Regions from separate parts of the Rattus norvegicus genome. Here region 2 is linked to region 1. Evidence: chromatin contacts called from public Hi-C data. All regions are on one chromosome and are shown on one strand. The core of a region is the stretch at or near the end of the contact, and the rest is flanking DNA. Distances in the headings are between cores, read along the strand shown.

What was found. A called contact is a pair of places that touch in the nucleus more often than the background predicts.
Region 2: a Hi-C map of Schwann cells shows a contact between it and region 1, with 9 times the contacts expected there. The contact joins two enhancer-like sites. A contact is called at or near these places in 1 of 12 Hi-C or Micro-C datasets (Schwann cells) and 1 of 1 datasets of contacts at active chromatin or transcription factors (oligodendrocytes).

What each region holds. Positions count from the first base shown.
Region 1 is chr16:339,437-342,897 of GRCr8, forward strand. All of the region lies in intron 3 of LOC134482310, which reads left to right. Among named protein-coding and RNA genes, the nearest start is that of Rps24, 240 kb to the left of the region's middle. Within about 2 kb of position 2,080, at least 44 of the 93 cell types and tissues checked have an H3K27ac peak or open chromatin away from gene starts, as enhancers often do. A contact at or near this core is called in Schwann cells, where this site is marked.
Region 2 is chr16:962,238-965,393 of GRCr8, forward strand. The region is part of intron 2 of LOC120097392 (a long non-coding RNA gene); the gene reads left to right. Among named protein-coding and RNA genes, the nearest start is that of Zmiz1, 70 kb to the right of the region's middle. Within about 2 kb of position 1,689, at least 2 of the 93 cell types and tissues checked have an H3K27ac peak or open chromatin away from gene starts, as enhancers often do. A contact at or near this core is called in Schwann cells, where this site is marked.

The DNA.
Region 1 (3,461 bases), core at 830-3,329:
TCTGTCTGTCTGTCTGTCTGTTTGTCTGTCTACCTGTCTAAGATCTACCATCTATTTCATCTACCTATCTATTTATCTGTGAAAATGCTCAGCTTCTGGCAATATTTGAGGAGATAACACAGAGCTTATGTAACAGAGGTACCTGGGGACAAGCGAGAGGAGGGAAAGCCTTTGACCATCTAAAGCCATGGGGCTCAGTTTTCAGACAGAGGTGTCTGAACCCTGAGCAGTGAAGGCTCCCAAATTCTCGGTTGTTAACTGAAAAGCAAAACATGAAGGAAGACACAGAACTTCCTAGACCCAAGTAAAACGCTGCTGGGTGTGTTTGGAAGCATGGGGGACAGGGTATCACTCCACTTGTCTCCTTTTGACTCGTCTGAATTTTCCACCACTCAAGAATGACCTTTGTAAAAAGGATATCGTATTCCCTGTAAGGATATTTAAATCAACAAGAGTTTACCTGCTCTAATCTTGGCTGGTATAGAAACAGGGGAACTCCCCTCCCTGTCTCTGTCACTAGGGGTTCTTATTCCCAAGGGACAACATAGATCCAAGCTCTCCCTCCTTCCCATGTCAACTGTTTCCCTGACCCCAGGAGACCAGTTCCTCCTCCTCCAGGCAGTGCTCCCTGACTGCACGGCCATCACCTCTCATCTGCCCTGGGTATAGAGCTGAGAGTCAGAGGAGCTTAGAACCTAAGGTCATCTGCTCTCCTACAACAGCGCTCATATCACAGCAGCTGCAGTGACACCATCCCCTTTGGTTTGTCATGCTTCAGGTGTGATGCTTTGTGCCTTTCTGGGCAAGCCCAACCAGCCACCCTGTGTATGCTGAAATGGGAGACCCAGAGGCTCAGAAAGATGTGTTATTTTACTGAAGGGTGGCACACAGCCAGGCTAGGGAGAAGCTGGGATTCTACCTCATATCTATATGGCACAGGTGACTTGCTTGTCTCTGGCTATAACGCAGTCTTCTCTTGCTTGAGGTTCAGTGTGTGTACTTGAACTTGCATAAAAGCACTGGGGGAGTGCTTTTCATGGTAGAACCCATGCACTTCTAGAGAACTTCAAGAACATTCCAAAGCTGATTCCACCACCCACACCCCCACTCCAGGCTTGGTTATGAGTTGCCCTGGGACAAACTGGGACTTGAACCTGGGAGAATTTGACTGTCTGTCATCCCTGAGCCTAGCGGGCAGCCATGCCAAGCTTCTTCTCTGAATGCTGCAAATATGGGCAGGTGAGCTATGCCTAAGAACATGGGAATGGGGAGCCTGTCTGTAGCTTGCTTTTGTATGGTCCCTGAGCTAAGAATGTTTGCATTAGGTTTATAAAAACAAAAACCCAAACTTTAGTTAAGGTGCACGCTTGGCTGGTAGAGCTTAACATGTTTACTTCCTGGTCTCCTTGATTCCTATAGAGATTTGGAGGGAGGAGCCTGGGACTATATCCTCATCCCACAAGCCAGGAGTCTCAGCATCTCACTCCAGTGCTGACCTGGGCATATTTAAAAGGACCACCAAAGGTCTCTCACTCTGTCAGCCACCATACAAGGGTGCAGGACTCCCTTTTATTTAATCTTTTAATTTTGGGTCTGTGCAGGAGTGGGACGGGGGAAGATCTGTGCCTAGCGGAGAGAAAATGCAGCAATCTCATGTTTGGATTTCTAGGGTCAGGGGAGGATTTTTTTCTTTCTGAATGGAGTCAAGTGTACCACAGTGGAGATAAACTTTATCTTACAGCGTCGGAGATCAGAGCTCTAGGTATCAGGCACTTTCCACAGAGTGGTAAAATAGGTGTTCCTGCCACACCACACACAGCCCAATCTGTAGTCCAGACAGTCCTGTACATTGAGAGACAGGCTCTGAAATTGGAGGAGGGGCAAGGAGGCAAGCAGGAAACGCAGGAGGTGCAGCCAGCATCGTGTACTGAAAAGTCAGGCACTCTGCAGATAACGAGAGGGGATGTGGAGCAGGTGGTGCTGGGGCCAGGCAAGGGAATGGCTCTGGGGTTGGGTAGCCTGAGTGTAGGCCTAGGGCAGTAGGTGTCAGCAGAGGCGAGGCTTTGGGGTTGGTCGGGCCCGCCCCTCCACCGCGCGGCCATTGTCTGAGCCAGCCGCCGCCTTGGCAGCAGAAGGTGACATCTGGTGACTAATGGCCGCGGCTGCGCGCCGCCCTCCTCCCTCCCGCAGCGTCCAGGGTGCAGCTGCCACACTGCCATCTCTCCTCTGTTCCCTCCCATTTCCTCCCTACTGCTCCTCTTGCGGGGCTGGGGACGAGGGGGACAACCCGGGTCTGGAAGCAGGACCGACACCGGGTTTGTTTTTTTTTTTTTCCAGCTCACCAGGCCCTCCCAGCGGGTGCCCTGTGTCTCCTGCCTCCTTAGTGCGCAGGCGTCTTCTCTTTCTTGCTGCTGCAGCCACTACCGTGCGCCCTTCTGGACAGTGCCACCCCTCAGGGACATCTCAGGAAGCAGCCTTGCCCTATTACGGAGGGTGCAGCACCTCTTACGGCGGGTGCAGCCCAGTGGGCATAGGAGTCCACATGTCTAGACACCAACACACAGCTGTAGGGCCACTCAGATACCTGTGGGTCTTTTCAGTTTTTGCGCTCATGCACATGGAAGGAATGGTGCTGGTTGACAAACTTGGGGACAATCTACCTCTGTGTGTAGGCACAGATGTCATTTGGAGACTCCCATAGCCCTAGACTGACTCCTTGCTCAAAATAGGAGCTCTTGGGCATGTAACTACGCACACAACACAGAAGGGCATTGTCCTTGTCAAAGCTCCAGGGCAATGACAATAGCATAATTCAGATCCTAATCAGTATCTAAGCTAGGCTACCCATCCCCATGTTCACACTGCTGCAAAATTAGATGCACTTCAAAAACTGCATTTAAGTGACCGAGAGGGTGGCTCAGTGGATGAAATGCTAATTATTCAAGCATGAACGCTCAAGTTTGGGTCTCCCCATGGGCTTGTAATTCCTAGAAAGGGAGAAGAAGAATCCACAGGATTCACTGGCAGGCTAGTCTAGAGGAATATGGGAGCTTCAGGTTCAGTGAAAAGAGATTGAGGAATATACTTCACATGCTCAAACGCACATGCGCGCACGCGCAGGTGCACACACACACACACACACACACACCAGGAAAGAAGAGGAGAAGGGGGGACAGGGAGGAACAGTGAGTGGGAAGGGGTAGGAGGAAGAACATTTTAAAACTTGGCTAGATGTCTCCCTTCTCTTATAAAATCAGAAGCCCTACCAATGTCAGGCATCTTCCCAGCTGGGTTTGAAGTTCTCCTGGCTTCTTCAGCTGTTCACCTCCCCATTCTGGTAATCCACATCTCCTCCCCTGTAGATACTTGGACTGTCAGTCCTGTGAGTGGCTGGGCTTCCAGGAGAGTTCTTGGCTTCTAGCCAACAGTCAGAGCTCCAGATCCTTGGAGCTGGCAGTGGG
Region 2 (3,156 bases), core at 439-2,938, 620 kb after region 1:
CTCCTCATCGGAGGATATAAAGCAAACGTTCCTTTGAAGCCCCAGAGAAGAGCCATCTTGTACAGGGACTTCACAGCTCAAGTTTGAACCTGAGGCTTCCCCCAAATTTCAGATGAGTGAGATGTCTCCCCGGGAAAGAGACCTTGACAGCCATTAAGGAGAGCTACTATCTGTATGTGTTCACTGTGGGGTCCACTTTCCTGAGGAGAAGTTTGGCAGAAGCATCAAAGGCAGAGCAGCTCCCTGGACATGCCCTTCTCATGGGCTCCCTGCAGGGCTAGGAAAGCCCTAGCTAGCTGGGATCTGGGAACATAAGATCATCAAAGCCCAGAGGAAGAAAGTGTGGATGCCTTATTATAGTAGCCCCTAATGGAGTAGGGCCAGCTGGGTGCTGCCCTGGGCCAGCCTCCCGAGTGAACTGACCTACATCAGCAGCCTGCTCTGCAGACCAAGCCTCTGTGTCAGTATCTCTGGAGATAGGAGACATCTGGATTCCCAGCAACAGGTGATAGCATCTTCGAGGACAACCAGGATCCAGTTCAGTCTAGCCTGCCCGGGCACCCAGCCACACTGGGAGCCATATTCTTTACACGCTGCATCAGGGAGCATCAGGGACACAAGAGAACCTGCCTCTCCAAGTGCCATCTGTAGACTGGGGTTCCAGCAAGGGGCTCCAGCCCTGGCTGCTGCCAGGGTACTTAGAAAGAGAACATGTCCCAGCTCTAGCATGGATTGTACACGCCAGGCACCAGCCTGTCAGTGTCTAGGCCTCTCGCCTCCCAGTCCCCGGGCTAGTGTCTTCCTCTACGTCAGAACTTTCACAGTTCAGACTCCACCATGATTTAGGGTGACAGAAAGAGCCCTGGCACTCAGTCGAGTCTGGATGTCAGATATCAGTGGCTGCCAGTTTAAGTACATCCCGCACAACACTTGGGAGATACTTATACTAAAACTTACCGTTTATCTGAAGTGCTGCCAGAGTCCTTTATTCAGAGTCCTGAATAAAGTTATTCACTAGATCTGGCCATCCTAAATGAAATGGCTCAGTCACCCAGCCCAACCTGTCTCCCTCACACACACCTATGACTCCCACACTGCTCCTCTTACCTACCTAGGTAATAAGCTACACTGAAACTTAGTGTTTTAAGCCAGAAACTATTTCCTGTTATCACGGATTTTGTTGCCTTGGAATTCAGGCAAGGTTCAGTCCAGTGAATCTTTTAGTCTGTCTAGGGCAGATGGAGTTTGCTCTGCTAATGTTGAAGTAGTAGGTGGATCCATCTGAAACCTCCATGTTACCATCTCCTGCGCCTGATGCCTGGAAGGCAGAACGAGCAGAAATTATCCCTAGACTCCTCCGTGTGGCCTCGAGGATCCTAATACAGTGCTGGAGGCCCAGGTCAGCTGTTTGCTTTTTTACAATGCCACTTCTAAAGTCCCGAATGTCACTTCTGCCATAGCCTGTCTGTCTACAGATAAACTCTAGACTCAAACATTAGACTGCTCACATTGATGACGCAGCAGTGATGCACGGCCATCCTCAGTCCATGCACGTGGCCTCTCCCTGTCCCCTCCACACCTCTGTGGCCAGACTCCTGTGCCTGGCTGACACCCTTCTTAGCTGCCTTCTGATCACTTGCTCTGGTTCTGCCTTCCGATCTGTTCCCTGCTTACCCATTTTTCCCACTAGGGTGTGCCCAGCACTTAACACAGAGCCTGATACACACTGAGAGCTTGGGGAACAACCATACAAGTATCTGAGTCAATGAGCTATGCCGTAGCATCCAAACAGTATAGCCTGATCCTCACAAGCTTTGGCAGTGCGCCCACCTATCCAGCTTAGCACCTTGTATGCAGCCCTGTGGTACTTTTCTCCTCAACCACGAGGTCTTCCCTCAATGACTTCTTTTTGGCTACCCTTTTAGCACAGGCTGTCTTTTCTCTTTTTCTGCCTCGTGAAGTCTTATGTGCTCTTCAAAGCCTTACCCAACTATCACCTCCTATTGGAAGCCTCCCAGTCCATCCGGTCCTGGTTCTCATGTGAATGCTCAAATAACGACATGCAACAGAAGCCTGGGTTTTAGCTCCTCAGATGTGTGGCAGGGGTGAGGGTTTCCTCAATCCAGGGCACCCTCTCAAGATCAAGCACACGGACAAACATTTCTGGAAAGCAGCCAGGTGTGTCTCCTACCGCTCTGCTTATGCCACACTTTTGCCTCATCTCTTATCACAAAACCTTCCTGGCCCATCCTCCACCTCTCATAAAAGCCTTCTGTGGGCTGGACCCTGACCTCCACTGCATTCAGCCTGCACTCATTTAACACTTACTGAATTTTGGCAGGCAGCAGCCACACCTCCATTCACTTTACTAATACCCCTATTGGGGAGAAACACCTGTACCTGCTGCCAGAGATACAGCCCTATTGCCCTGAGTCCCAGGGTGAGGAAGAAACAAACAATCAAGTCTCAACAGCTCAGAGCCTGAGGAACAACTAGGAGGGTAATACTCCATGCATGGGTCTGGAACGATCTCCAGGGAAAAGAAGTTAACTTGAACTCTGAAGCCAATTGCCCCCTAAGGGGTATACAATGGCTAAAGGCCTGGAGCTGGGACACCAGCTCAGGAGGTATATTGAAGATCACAGTGCCTGGCCCTTGAGCAAAGAGTAGGAGGGATGGAAAGAGAAAACCCCAGGCCAGGGTTGAAGAGCCTTCCAGATAGAGCAAGACCTTAAGGTTTGACCCAGAATCCTGGGGGCTCTATTGATGTTAGGTAATATTAATGGGAGTCCACCTGTACTGCCTGGACTGTGCTCTGTCTATTTTGCCTTCGTTAAGTCTCACTGGGACCATGTGCAGGTCTGGCATATTGCTGTACAAGATGGAGTAAGTTCAGTGGATGGGACACAGTCCCATTATCACAGCCAAAACGGTGATGGATGGCTAATCTAACTTGTCAACTTGACAACATCTGAAATCATCTAAAATCCAAGCTGCGGGTGTGAAGGGTTTTCTTAATCAGACTATTTGAAGGAAGAATGCCCACCCTAAATCTGGGTCACACTTTCTGGTGGCAACCCACATGGAAGGACATGGAAGAAGGAAACTTTGCTTCTTCCCTGTTTACTGGTAAGCTCACCCTCACATATACCGGTG